2 separate regions of the Mus musculus genome follow, and region 1 is linked to region 2. A link is a contact called in public Hi-C data. All regions are on one chromosome and are shown on one strand. The core of a region is the stretch at or near the end of the contact, and the rest is flanking DNA. Distances in the headings are between cores, read along the strand shown. Region 1 has its middle 18 kb from the start of Cxcr4. Region 2 overlaps Dars (aspartyl-tRNA synthetase).

The links. A called contact is a pair of places that touch in the nucleus more often than the background predicts.
Region 1: a Hi-C map of erythroblasts shows a contact between it and region 2, with 2.4 times the contacts expected there. The contact joins two enhancer-like sites. A contact is called at or near these places in 1 of 15 datasets of contacts at CTCF or cohesin (large pre-B cells), 47 of 484 Hi-C or Micro-C datasets (B cells, the C2C12 cell line, CD4 T cells and 38 more), 15 of 115 datasets of contacts at active chromatin or transcription factors (the HPC-7 cell line, bone marrow-derived dendritic cells, bone marrow-derived macrophages and 12 more) and 2 of 9 other capture datasets (adipose tissue and pancreatic islet).

The regions. Positions count from the first base shown.
Region 1 is chr1:128,571,147-128,577,064 of GRCm38.p6, forward strand. No RefSeq gene overlaps it. Among named protein-coding and RNA genes, the nearest start is that of Cxcr4, 18 kb to the right of the region's middle. Within about 2 kb of position 3,970, at least 7 of the 459 cell types and tissues checked have an H3K27ac peak or open chromatin away from gene starts, as enhancers often do. A contact at or near this core is called in erythroblasts, where this site is marked.
Region 2 is chr1:128,383,187-128,388,627 of GRCm38.p6, forward strand. It overlaps Dars (aspartyl-tRNA synthetase), which reads right to left. Exons shown (of 16, transcript NM_177445.5): 7 at 3,931-3,990. Among named protein-coding and RNA genes, the nearest start is that of Mcm6, 26 kb to the left of the region's middle. Within about 2 kb of position 3,490, at least 33 of the 459 cell types and tissues checked have an H3K27ac peak or open chromatin away from gene starts, as enhancers often do. A contact at or near this core is called in erythroblasts, where this site is marked.

The DNA of each region.
Region 1 (5,918 bases), core at 2,720-5,219, 190 kb after region 2:
CAAGTTCTCCCACAGCCGAGACTGGTCTGTACCTTCCTGTGAGGCTGGAGGTGACCTTCAATGTCTTATCTTGTTGTTTCAACCTTCCCCCATGTTATATGACAGCTGTATGCCACCCTGCCTGACGCAGGCCACACTTGAGGTTTGTGTGCATGCCAGACAAGCACTCTACTGATGGAACTGCATTCCCAGTCCTTCTAAGGGACTCCACCACAGAAGACTTTATTTGAAAATTGGTGTTGCTATCAGGTTTTAAAAAATCTCTCATTTTCTGGTTAGAAAACTAGCCAGTTGTCTTCAGGAGCTAAGGAGTTAGCTCGGTGGGTAAAGAACACTTGTTTCTGCTGAAAGGATTCAGTCTCTTCTGAAACAATAAAATGAAGAGCAACAGAGAACAACACATAATAGACCTGGCCTGGACTGGCTTCCATAAGGGCACACATTGCTGAGCTGTGTCCACATGTACACACGAGTGCATGCACACACACCCACACAAATAAACACACACACATAGGCAAAAGCACACACCACACACACAAACATATACTCTCACAGATGGACACACCACACACACATATACACACTCACATATGCGCACACAAACACAGACACACACCAAACACATACGAACACATACCACATACATACACACATATACACACCATGCTCACTCAGAGATACACATACCACACACACCCTGACACACAAACACACACACATATACATACACTCACACACTCACGTATGCACCCACCCACACACATGCACACACTGGGGAGGGCTGGACAGTGATTCAGAGAACACACACACTCACACACTGTGTGGACTCTGGGATTTGAGAACCTAGGGAAGGAAACCTGGGCAGCACAGGAAACTCTCACAAAGGAGAAGGTTGCACCTTATGAAACCCAGTGAGGAAATGCACTTCAAGTGTGCCTGTTCCTACCCTCTACAGGTCCTCTGGACAGAGACCTGTGTGGCCCAGTCCCTGTAGCAGGGACATGGGATGAGGTCAAAGGAGCCAGGCGATCTGAATGTAGGTTCTTCCTGTGTGGTTCGTTCAGCTAGGGTGGACCACAGGTGAAGTCGGAGAATCCCGTGTGGGATTTCCAGGGCTAAGTGGATATAAGCACTGGTTGCTTTTCCAGAAGACCCAGGTTTGATTCCCAGCACCCACATGGTAGCTCACAACTGTCTGTAACTCCAGTTCCAGGTTATCAGGTACACACGTACACAGGCATACATGAGGACGAAACATTCAAGTACCCAAATTTACGATAGTTTTCATATGGCTGCCTCTGGCCTGGAACTCCGTAGGTAGCCAAGGATGACTTTAAACTTCGGATCCTCTAGCCCCCAGCTCCCAGGTGTTGGAGAGATGGAGTGTTTGGTATTGGAGATGGAGCTCAGGGCTTGTTGTGTGCTAGGCAAACACTATCAACCCGAGACACACCCTCATCCCCTCAACAGATCTTCCACCATCCCTGCTTCAAAATAGGCACTCTGGGGGAGACCCTGAAGCATAGGAGACTCTTCATTGTTACCAAATGAAAAGGTTAATAAGTAACGTCAAATTGCTAATCCCACCGCTCAGTAGGGAGAGAGAGGCAGGACCAGCAGAGAGAAAGGTTATCCACAGCTTGAACACATGAGAGCCAATCTCAAAAATTAAAAGGTAAAAGTTCAAATGTCACATGGGCTACAAAACAGGCACATAAATCTCAAGATTAACTTGCCGGAGCTTGCTTTCTACCTGTCATTCAGACCCAGTAGATAAAAACAGATCCAGACGCCATCTTCCACCCACACAGATCCAAACACCGTCTCTCTCCCATCCATCAGACCATCTTAAACGTTTTATGTGAACCCTGGAAATCCCACACGGGATTCTCCGACTTCACCTGTGGTCCACCCTAGCTGAACGGACCACGCAGGAAGAACCTACATTCAGATCGCCTGGCTCCTTTGACCTCATCCCATGTCCCTGCTACAGGGACCTGGCCACACAGTCTCTGTCCAGAGGACCTGTAGAGGGTAGGAACAGGCACACTTGAAGTGCATTTCCTCACTGGGTTTCATAAGGTGCGACCCTCTCCTTTGTGAAAGTTTCCTGTGCTGCCCAGGTTTCCTTCCCCAGGTTCTCAAATCCCAGAGTCCACACAGTGTGTGAGTGTGTGTGTTCTTTGAATCACTGTCCGGCCCTCCCCAGTGTGTGCATGTGTGTGGGTGGGTGCATACGTGAGTGTGTGAGTGTATGTATGTGTGTGTGTGTCCCAGCTTACTCTTGCAATGCCCCTGTCCCTTGTCTTCTGGGGCTGGAATTACAGGTGGGCTGCCACGCCCACCAGCACTTAGGTGGGATCTGGGGCTCTGAACTCTGATCTTCATGCCTGAGTGGCAAGTGCTTTAACCACTGAGCCATCTCTCCAGCCTTTAATGGCATTATATGGGTGCTGTTCTAGATGGACTTGTGTGCCCTCTTCATATTCGTTCTTCTGGAAAGAGTATCTTAAGATCTTCCACACAAATGAACTTATGGGAGTTCTCTCTTGACTGGATATCTGAACAGCATGCAACAGATGCACTAAGGCTCACCCTGGGCTCTCTGATCTTTACTTTAAGGATAGTAAGCTGAAAGAACATGAAAAAATAAGCACACATACACATGCACGCATGCACACATGAACACACGCATACACACACACATCCTGGAAAGAAAAAATAAACTAAAAACTCAAATCAGAACTCTTTGGTGTATTTTATGCTGTTAGATACTAATGGAAATAGAGCTAAAATACAATATGAAAAAATAAAACTATACTAAATAAGAAAGAAAGAAAGAAAGAAGGAAGGAAGGAAAGAAAGAAAGAAAGAGAGAGAGAGAAAAAACTGTCTAGTTTATAGCCAGAAAGTTAAGTGAGTATACCTTAAAAAAAAAAAACAGACAAGAAGGATTAGGCCTAAAGCTCTTAGTAATTCCTGGTTTGGCATTGCTCAACTAATAAAGTCATCCATCATAAGAAGGGAATGAGTTTCAGGATATGAGAGACCATCTATCAAAGACAGCAGGGTAGATGTCAGTGTCCTGTGGCTTTCAGATCTAAATCATACCACACAACATCCTCCCCACTAAAAACATGTGTTGGTGTGCGTGGGTATGCGTGTGGAGCCGGAGGATAACCTTCCTGTCAGGCCTTGTCACAATCCACCTTGTTTTACAGACCAGGTCTCTTGCTAGGTTGAAACTTACCAGCAAGTCCCAGGTATCCTCCTACCTCCAGCTCCTCAGTTCTGGGTTTACAAATGCACTCTAATACACTCAACTTTATCTGTCTGTCGTCTGTCTGTCTGTCTGTCTGTCTATTATTAAGTTACTTATTTACTTTAATCCCGATGGCAGCTTCCTCTCCCCATCTCCCCTTCTCCTCAGAAAAGGGGAGGCCTCCCCATATATCCAGCTTTTTAATGCAGGTTCTGGAGCTCAAACTCTGGTCATCACACTTGCACTGCAAGCACGTTACTGTCCGAGCCATCTTTACAGCCCATGTGCTCCCCCCACTCCCTTTTGTCAAGAGGACTTTGTATTTACAGTCAGATCATCTGTTTCCCAGAATGATAATTAAAATTAGTAAATTGATTATTTGCCAATATATTCATTTGTTTTGACCTAGGAGGAAAATGCTCATGTTTCCCTTCTCATTCTTGGCTTTTTTCTGTGATCTCAAGGTTGCGATATCTTCTGTATAAGGGTGAACATTGCTCTTTCCTGGCTGGGGCTTCCTACCCTAGAGCCTGCATTGTGTGACTTACCAAACTGCCATTGTTGCGTGCTGCTGTGGTTGGGAGAACATGTTAGGATGAAGGAAGTTCTTCCCCAGCATCACGTTTCCTTTCCATTACAGTACAAGCTTGGAATATTTAGGGCTGCACTTGTGCACGGTCCTGGCTTCAGGCCCTGGACAATGGCTGTTCTCTGTGAACGCCTAGCCCTTTCAGAGATTTCCTTTAGGGTTTCTATAGCATGTTTACTTCCCGATGGATTTGGGAAGTGAAGACCTCTGTGTAGAAGGCTTTGAAGAGACCTCAGATTAGCGTCACCTCTATGAAAGTGTCACTGGGCTATCCTTATGCCTGGTGCCATGACGGGTTATCAGTTTGAAACAGGTCACTGTTAGGAGCACAGCCCAGTCTGTAGCTACTGTCACAGAGCCAAGTTTGAGTTTCTTGAAGTTTTGGAATCCTCTTGTTTTTTTGCCTAAGACTTGGGAATGTAATGGTGTTATTTCTGTCACTAGATTCTGAATATCTTGAGGGTGATCTGTGTGTCTGATTTTTTTTTTCTTTAAATATCCTACAAAGGTCTCCTTCAGCCTGACAATCATTTAGCCAGTATCTTCTTGGGCCCTAACCTTATTTAAAAACAAAGGGGCTGAGGGGACGGCACAGTCCCTAAAGTACTTCCTGTACAAACTTCAGCTCCTGACCTTGGACCCCTGATAACCTGTACAATCCCAGCACCCGGGAGGTGGAAATAGGAGGATTTCTGGAGCTTTCGGGGCCAGCCGGTCTAGTCGATGGATGGGCGCTGGATTCAGTGAAAGACTTTGTTTCTAAAAGACAAGGTGGACAGTGACAGAGGAAGACTTTCAACGTTAACCTCTGGCCTCCTTACACATGCACAGACAGACACACGCACTAATGCACACCGATCACACACTACACGTTTGGAAATGTAGATTAAAAAAAAAAAAAACAAACCCCAAATCTGTAACTCAAACAATCACTGGAATTACATTTAATCTTCATTTAAAGAAAATACACAGTGGGATGGGAGCTGTTTCTCAGTTGGTTGTATGCATGAAGCCCTGGCTTTGATCCCTAAAACTCATAAACCAGAGGTGGTGGTGTCTACCTGTAATCCCAACACTTGGGACACAGAGGCAGGGTGGTCAGACGTTCAAGGTCACCCTCAGTGTCACAGTTAGGGTTTCTGTTGCTGTGACAAAACACCATGACCAAAAGCAACCTGAGGAGGAAGGATCTATTTCGCTTTATACTTCCATATCACAGTTCCTCCTCAGAAGGCAGTCAGGGTAGAGATGGAACCTGGAGACAGGAGCTGGTGCAGAAGCCATGGCGGGGCACTGTTCACTGTCTTGTTCCTCATGGCTTGCTCAGCTTGCTTTCTTATAGACCATAGGACCACCAACCCAGGGGTGACACCACCCACAGTAGACTAGTCCCTCAATCATCACCCACTAATTAAGAAAAGGCTGTGCAGACTTCTGCATAGCCTAATCTTACAGAGCCATTTTTTTTCATTGAGATTCCCTCCTCCTCTTAGAAGACTCTTGCTGGGGTTAAGTTGACATAAACTAGCTAGTTGACAGTCAGCTAGTTAGTGAGTAATTCAAGGTTGGAATGGGTTACAAAAAGAAATAAAAGGTTCTGACTTAAAAAAATTTTTTTTTTTGATTCTTCAAGACAAGGTTTCTTTGAGTAACAGAGCCCTGGTTGTTCTAGAATTTGATTGATAGATCAGGCTGGCCTCAAACTCAGATATACACCTGCCTCTGCCTCCTGAGTGCTGAGATTAAATGTGTGTACCACAACACCAGCTCGAAAATATCTATAATTAGCTGTCATGTGCTATCTTGTAATCTACACCTTTCATTTCACAATCCTAAACACTTTCTAATGGTCTTTACAAACACCACTCAAGAAGTTGGCTACACACGAGAAGGAGAGAACTGACTCCTGCAAGTGGTTCCCTGTCCTAGAATTCACACAGTGGCATGTGCACACCCACACAACACAGACACACAGACACACACAAAATAAATAAATGTAATAAAGAAAACAAAGAAGCTAGCTAATATCTCATTGTGTGTACTCACTACACTTTTCTTAATTCTACT
Region 2 (5,441 bases), core at 2,240-4,739:
GGTGCATCCTTAGCAATATCATCTATGAACACATGAATTTAATTTGCAAGTTAAATCACATTAGCTATTAAAATATAAAGTTATGCATCTGTTTAGCACCCAGAAACTACTGTATATTTCCAGTTTGCTGGTGTGCAAACTATATTGTCAAGAAAACCTTTTGTATTAAAAGGGTGTAAAAATTCAAAATATAAATTTTTTATTCTCTACTTAATGACACTCTGAGAAAGGGATGCATTGGGCTGGAGAGATGGGTCAGCAGTTAAGAGCACTGACTATTCTTCCAGGGGTCCTGGGTTCAATTCCCAGCAACCACACAGTAGCTTACAATCATCTGTAATGGGATCTGATGCCCTCTTCTGGTGTGTCTGAAGACAGCTACAGTGTACTAATGTACATAAAACAAATAAATAATTCTTTAAAAAGGGGGGCGGAATACATTTTAAAATGTTTTTAGATTTATTTTATGTATATAAGTGTTTTGTCTGAATGTATGTGAGTGCACTATGTGTATTATCCTTGTCCTCAGAGGTCAGAAGAGGCCATTATCAGATCCTCTGAAACTGGAGTTGCAGACACTTGTAAGCAAGCTTCCATGACAGTGCTTGGAAACAAGCCTTGCTCTTGGCAAGAGGAGCAAGTGCTCTTAACTGCTGAGCCTTCTCCAGCACCCCCACCCGCCCTCTTAAAAGTGTATTTATTAATATTTGTTTTAACTAAAAATGTATGTGTATAGGTGTTTGGCCTGCATGTATGCTATGTGGTTTCAGTGCCCAGGGAGGTCTACAGGGCCATGTTGGATCCCATAGAATTGGAGTTATAGTCAGCTACAAGCTGGGAAACGTCATGTGCAAGAACAATAAGCACCTTTAACCACTAAGCCATCTCTCCAGCTCTTGTCTAAAACAAAACAAAACAACATAGCACTTATGTGTGGGGGAAGGCAGTACCTGCCATGATGCATGTGGCAGTCAGAGGATGACATTCAAGAATTGATTGTCTCCCTTTATCACATGGGTTTCTGGGTCATCTCAGGTCATAGTGCTTGGTGGCAGGTACCTACACCGATGAACCATCTTGATAGCCCCAAGAATGTCAAAGTGTTAAAGCCATTTTTATTCTCAGAAAAGTCTGAGTTAATTGACTTTTTCTGTAAGAGCACTCACCCAGCTCCTATTATGGATCACTGTGGCAGTTCATTTCACCCTCCAAGGATGGCAGGCTATTTGGGAGCCTCTGTGGAAGGGTTGCTCTTAAATCAGAATCTCTCTTTGATTTCTCCTTATTCTTAGGTACAGATAAAAGACACCAAAATAGTAAATACTTATACTTCCTCTTGGGGATTCATTCTGTAAATAACAATGTTCCCTAAACAGAAATATATGTTAGTGTAACACTAAAATCTATTTATTTCAAAAACCCTTTACTGTTATGTGTAAAGTGCTTTGCCCACATGTTGATCTAACAGCCCATTCACGTTAATACTCTTGGGAGCCCAAAGAGAACACCAGATCCCCTGAAACTGAAGTTACAGGACTATTACAGTTGTGACCTGCAATGTGGATGCTGGGAACTGAACAGCCCTCTCTGGAAGAGCAGCCAGAGCTCTTAGCCACTGTATCATCTCTCCAGTCTACAATTTGTTTTTGTTTTTTTAAATTAATTGACACCCCCCCCCAATAAAACGTTTATGCTCATGTTACCAGTTTCATATAAACACTGGAATATATAGCAGTTACCTACTTCAAAGAACTCTTAGGAGATTAGACTGTTGTATGAGGTCTTTGTGCAGTCCTACCTCCCTGGGGTTGTCAGGTTATCATACAAGTTGGAACTATTTTTAAAAAATCTTATCACATTTAGGCTTGGGATATAGCTAAGTCAGCTGAGTACCTACACAGAATGTTATGAGGGCTTAGATTCAATCCCCAGCACAACCGGATGTAAAACTTGAGAAGTAAAAGCAAGAGGATCAGAAATATACAGAAAGTTCAAGATCAGTTTGGAATGCATGAAGCCCTGTCTCAAAAAATAAATAAATAAATAAATACATACATACATACATACATACATACATACATACATACATACATACAAGGGTCTGGTGAGATGGCTCAGCCAGAAGAGATGCTTGCTGCTAATCCTGATGACCTGAATTTGATCCCTGGAAACTACACCCTGTAAGGAGAGAACCAACTCCTACAAGCTGTCCTCTGACTTTCACACTGTGTTCCATGGCATATCTCCCTTCCACAAAATATGTAAGATGGCCCATATAAGTGTTGAGGACAAGGGTTTAGCTCACTAGTACATAAAAAGGCAAATGGATGTGGAGATCTGCTTATGACCACAGCTCTATGGAGCTAGAGATGGGAGAAAGCTGATTAGGGAGACCAGCCTCCAACAGCAAACTCTGCATTCAGTAAGAGACCCTGCCTCAATATGTAAAGTGAAGAGTGGTCCAGAAGAACTCTGGTAACCACCTCAGGCCCCAACACACATATGCACAAAAGGGCACAGGCACTCACACACATACATCTTTACATATGTACTTCCATATAGGGGAATATACACATATGTACATGAAAACCCACAAACACATGAAAAAAAAAAAAGGTGTTTATAAGGATCAGACAAACACTATGACTGAAATAAAGGCACAATACTTCCTGGTGGTATAGGACAACAAAAAAGGCAATACTCAGTATTTTAGCCAACATGGGCCCAGGACTGCTAGGATCTCCAACTTTTCAAGATAAGCCATTTGGATGTGAATATGAAAACGTTCCCACACTTCTTTTCCTCTCACAGACCACAATACTTTGCCCAAGATAGCCTCCAACTCATTTTTCTTCTGTTTTTTGAGCTAGGGTCTCATTACTGTAGTAAAGACTAATCTCTAATTGCCTATGTAATCTAAGTACACTTTGATTTTTACTGCCTCAGCCTCTTGAATGTTGGGATTACTGGTACACACAACCAAGCCTGATCAAACCCTGGGTTCAAGTGACCTTTCTGTCTCAGCCTCCCAAATAACGGGGATCACAGGCCTGTGCCACTGCACTCAGCAAAACTCCCATTATTCAATGGTGACAATGCATTTAAATTAAAACACCCACACCACTAACATAATTCTTCTGGGCTAACCTGTAGCATAAGCCAGTTCAACAATGTTCACCAAACAGTATGAGCAAACCTAGTCTATCTAACTCTTACAGCCAAAATGCCTGAAAAAAACCTAAGCTTTCTTTCTAGGCAGTATCAGGAGGTTACTTTTCAACATTAATTAAAATGGAGATTAAAAAAAAAAAGACAAAAAGCAAACAGAAGAAATACTAAGTGTACTACAAGGGGACACTCGCAACTTCAGAAGAATCAAAGTAAGAAAGAGCTTGGGGGAGCAAAGAACCTGAGCATGAGATAGATACTTAAGGAGGAAGATGTGGTCAGACATTAGGAAAGAAAGATGACAAACCAATGATGAAACCACTGAACTCTTTCACTTGCAACCAAACCAAAAGGAAATAGAAGCCCCATGAAACGGCAATGTAAACCGCTAGGGACAGTGACTCGCTTCTTCATAACACCTGTCCCTACCTGACTGCACTAAATTGTAAGCATTTCTTCCACATCTTGTATGGATTTAACGGTTGCATTTCCACTTGCTGACGAAACAGTATAAAACAGACATCACCCGGAAGCCATCCAAACATTGGTTTTTATAATCATCCGCTGTTTTCAAAGCAAGTCAGCATCCTGGGAACTAGTACTCACCTGCTCCTGTTGCTGGCAGCTCTTTCTGTGGGAAGGGTCAGTCAGAGGTACACAGTATCATGATACTTACACATAGGCAAGTGGCAATTAGCTTTATGGTATCTCCACCCACTTCAATGTTAGCTTAATTGTTATCAACAAACAAAGGAGGCATACCCTAAGGTCAATGACTCTGTTGTCTAATCTTGTATCCTGGTTAACCGTAGCTCTTCCGTCCTTAAAAAAAAAAAAAAAAAGAGAGAGAGAGAGAGAGGATGGGAGGGGATTAAAAAAAACAGATTTTACCAGTATTTTGAAGTACACAAACACACATACACCCCATTCTAAGAAGCAATGTTTCCTTTTAGTGAGAGATGTGTATGCTAATATTGTACAAGGAAATCAAGAAGCCAAGATAATGAACAGAATAAAAAGGAAGCCAGGGAGAAGTTGGTGAAGGCAGAAATGATGCTGGGGATGGTATGGGATGCCTCTAATGCTAGCACTTGGGAAGCAGAGGCAGGTGGATCTCTGTGAGTCTGAGGCTAGCCAGAACTTAGTGAGACTCTGTCTGAATACACCCTGCCACACTCCACACACCCACAAAAGAGAAAAGGGAGTGAAGGGGAGGGAGACCTAGACTAATATGTCTCAGTGGGTAAAGCATATATAAAGGATGAATACTTGACTCTGAATCCCAATTATCCCTGGTGGTAATACATGAGCTAGCTAAACTAGCTTAATCAGTGAGCCTAGGTTCAAAGTGAGCTACCCTGTCTCAATATTGAAGGTGAAGAGTGGTTAAGGAAGACAGACAGCCACTATCAATCTCTGGCATCCAATATGCACACAGGTACCCACATATATGGGAACATGCATATACACACACTTGCAGCTACCCACACAAAACCAGAGAGAGATGGTAAAATGAGAAGGAACAGATAAGCACTACTGCGTTCTTTCCCTTCTCCAAAGCTGCTCCCTAGTGGGGCACCAGAACCACAACCAAAGGCCCTCTCAGACTTTTTGTGTCAACTTGACACAGCTGGAGTTATCACAGAGAAAGGAGCTTCAGTTGAGGAAATGCCTCCATGAGATCCAACTGTAAGGCATTTTCTCAATTAGTGATCAAGGGGGAAGGGCCCCTTGTGGGTGAGACCATCTCTGGGCTGGTAGTCTTGGGTTCTATAAGAGAGCAGGCTGAGCAAGCCAGGGGAAGCAAGCCAGTAAAGAACATCCCTCCATGGCCTCTACATCAGCTCCTGCTTTCTGACCTGCTTGAGTTCTAGTCCTGACTTCCTTTGGTGATGAACAGCAATGTGGAAATGTAAGCTGAATAAACCCTTTCCTCCCCAACTGCTTCTTGGTCATGATGTTTGTGCAGGAATAGAAACCCTAACTAAGATACCCACTTTTTGGGGGTGAGGCAGTGTTTCTCTGTGTAGCCCCAGTTGTTCTAGAACTTGCTCTGTAGACTAGGTTAGTCTCACACTCAGAGATACACCGGCCTCTGCCTGGAATTAAGGCATGGTCTGCACACATGTGGCTAAATCTCTTTCGTTCTTACAATACTTTTTGTTCTCACTCATGAGTTGTATTAAGAACTTTGTAAAAGCTTGGTAACTTTTCAACACTATGAATTCAAGGACTATATGAGAACCTAGATGTATATAGTCAGATATTTATAC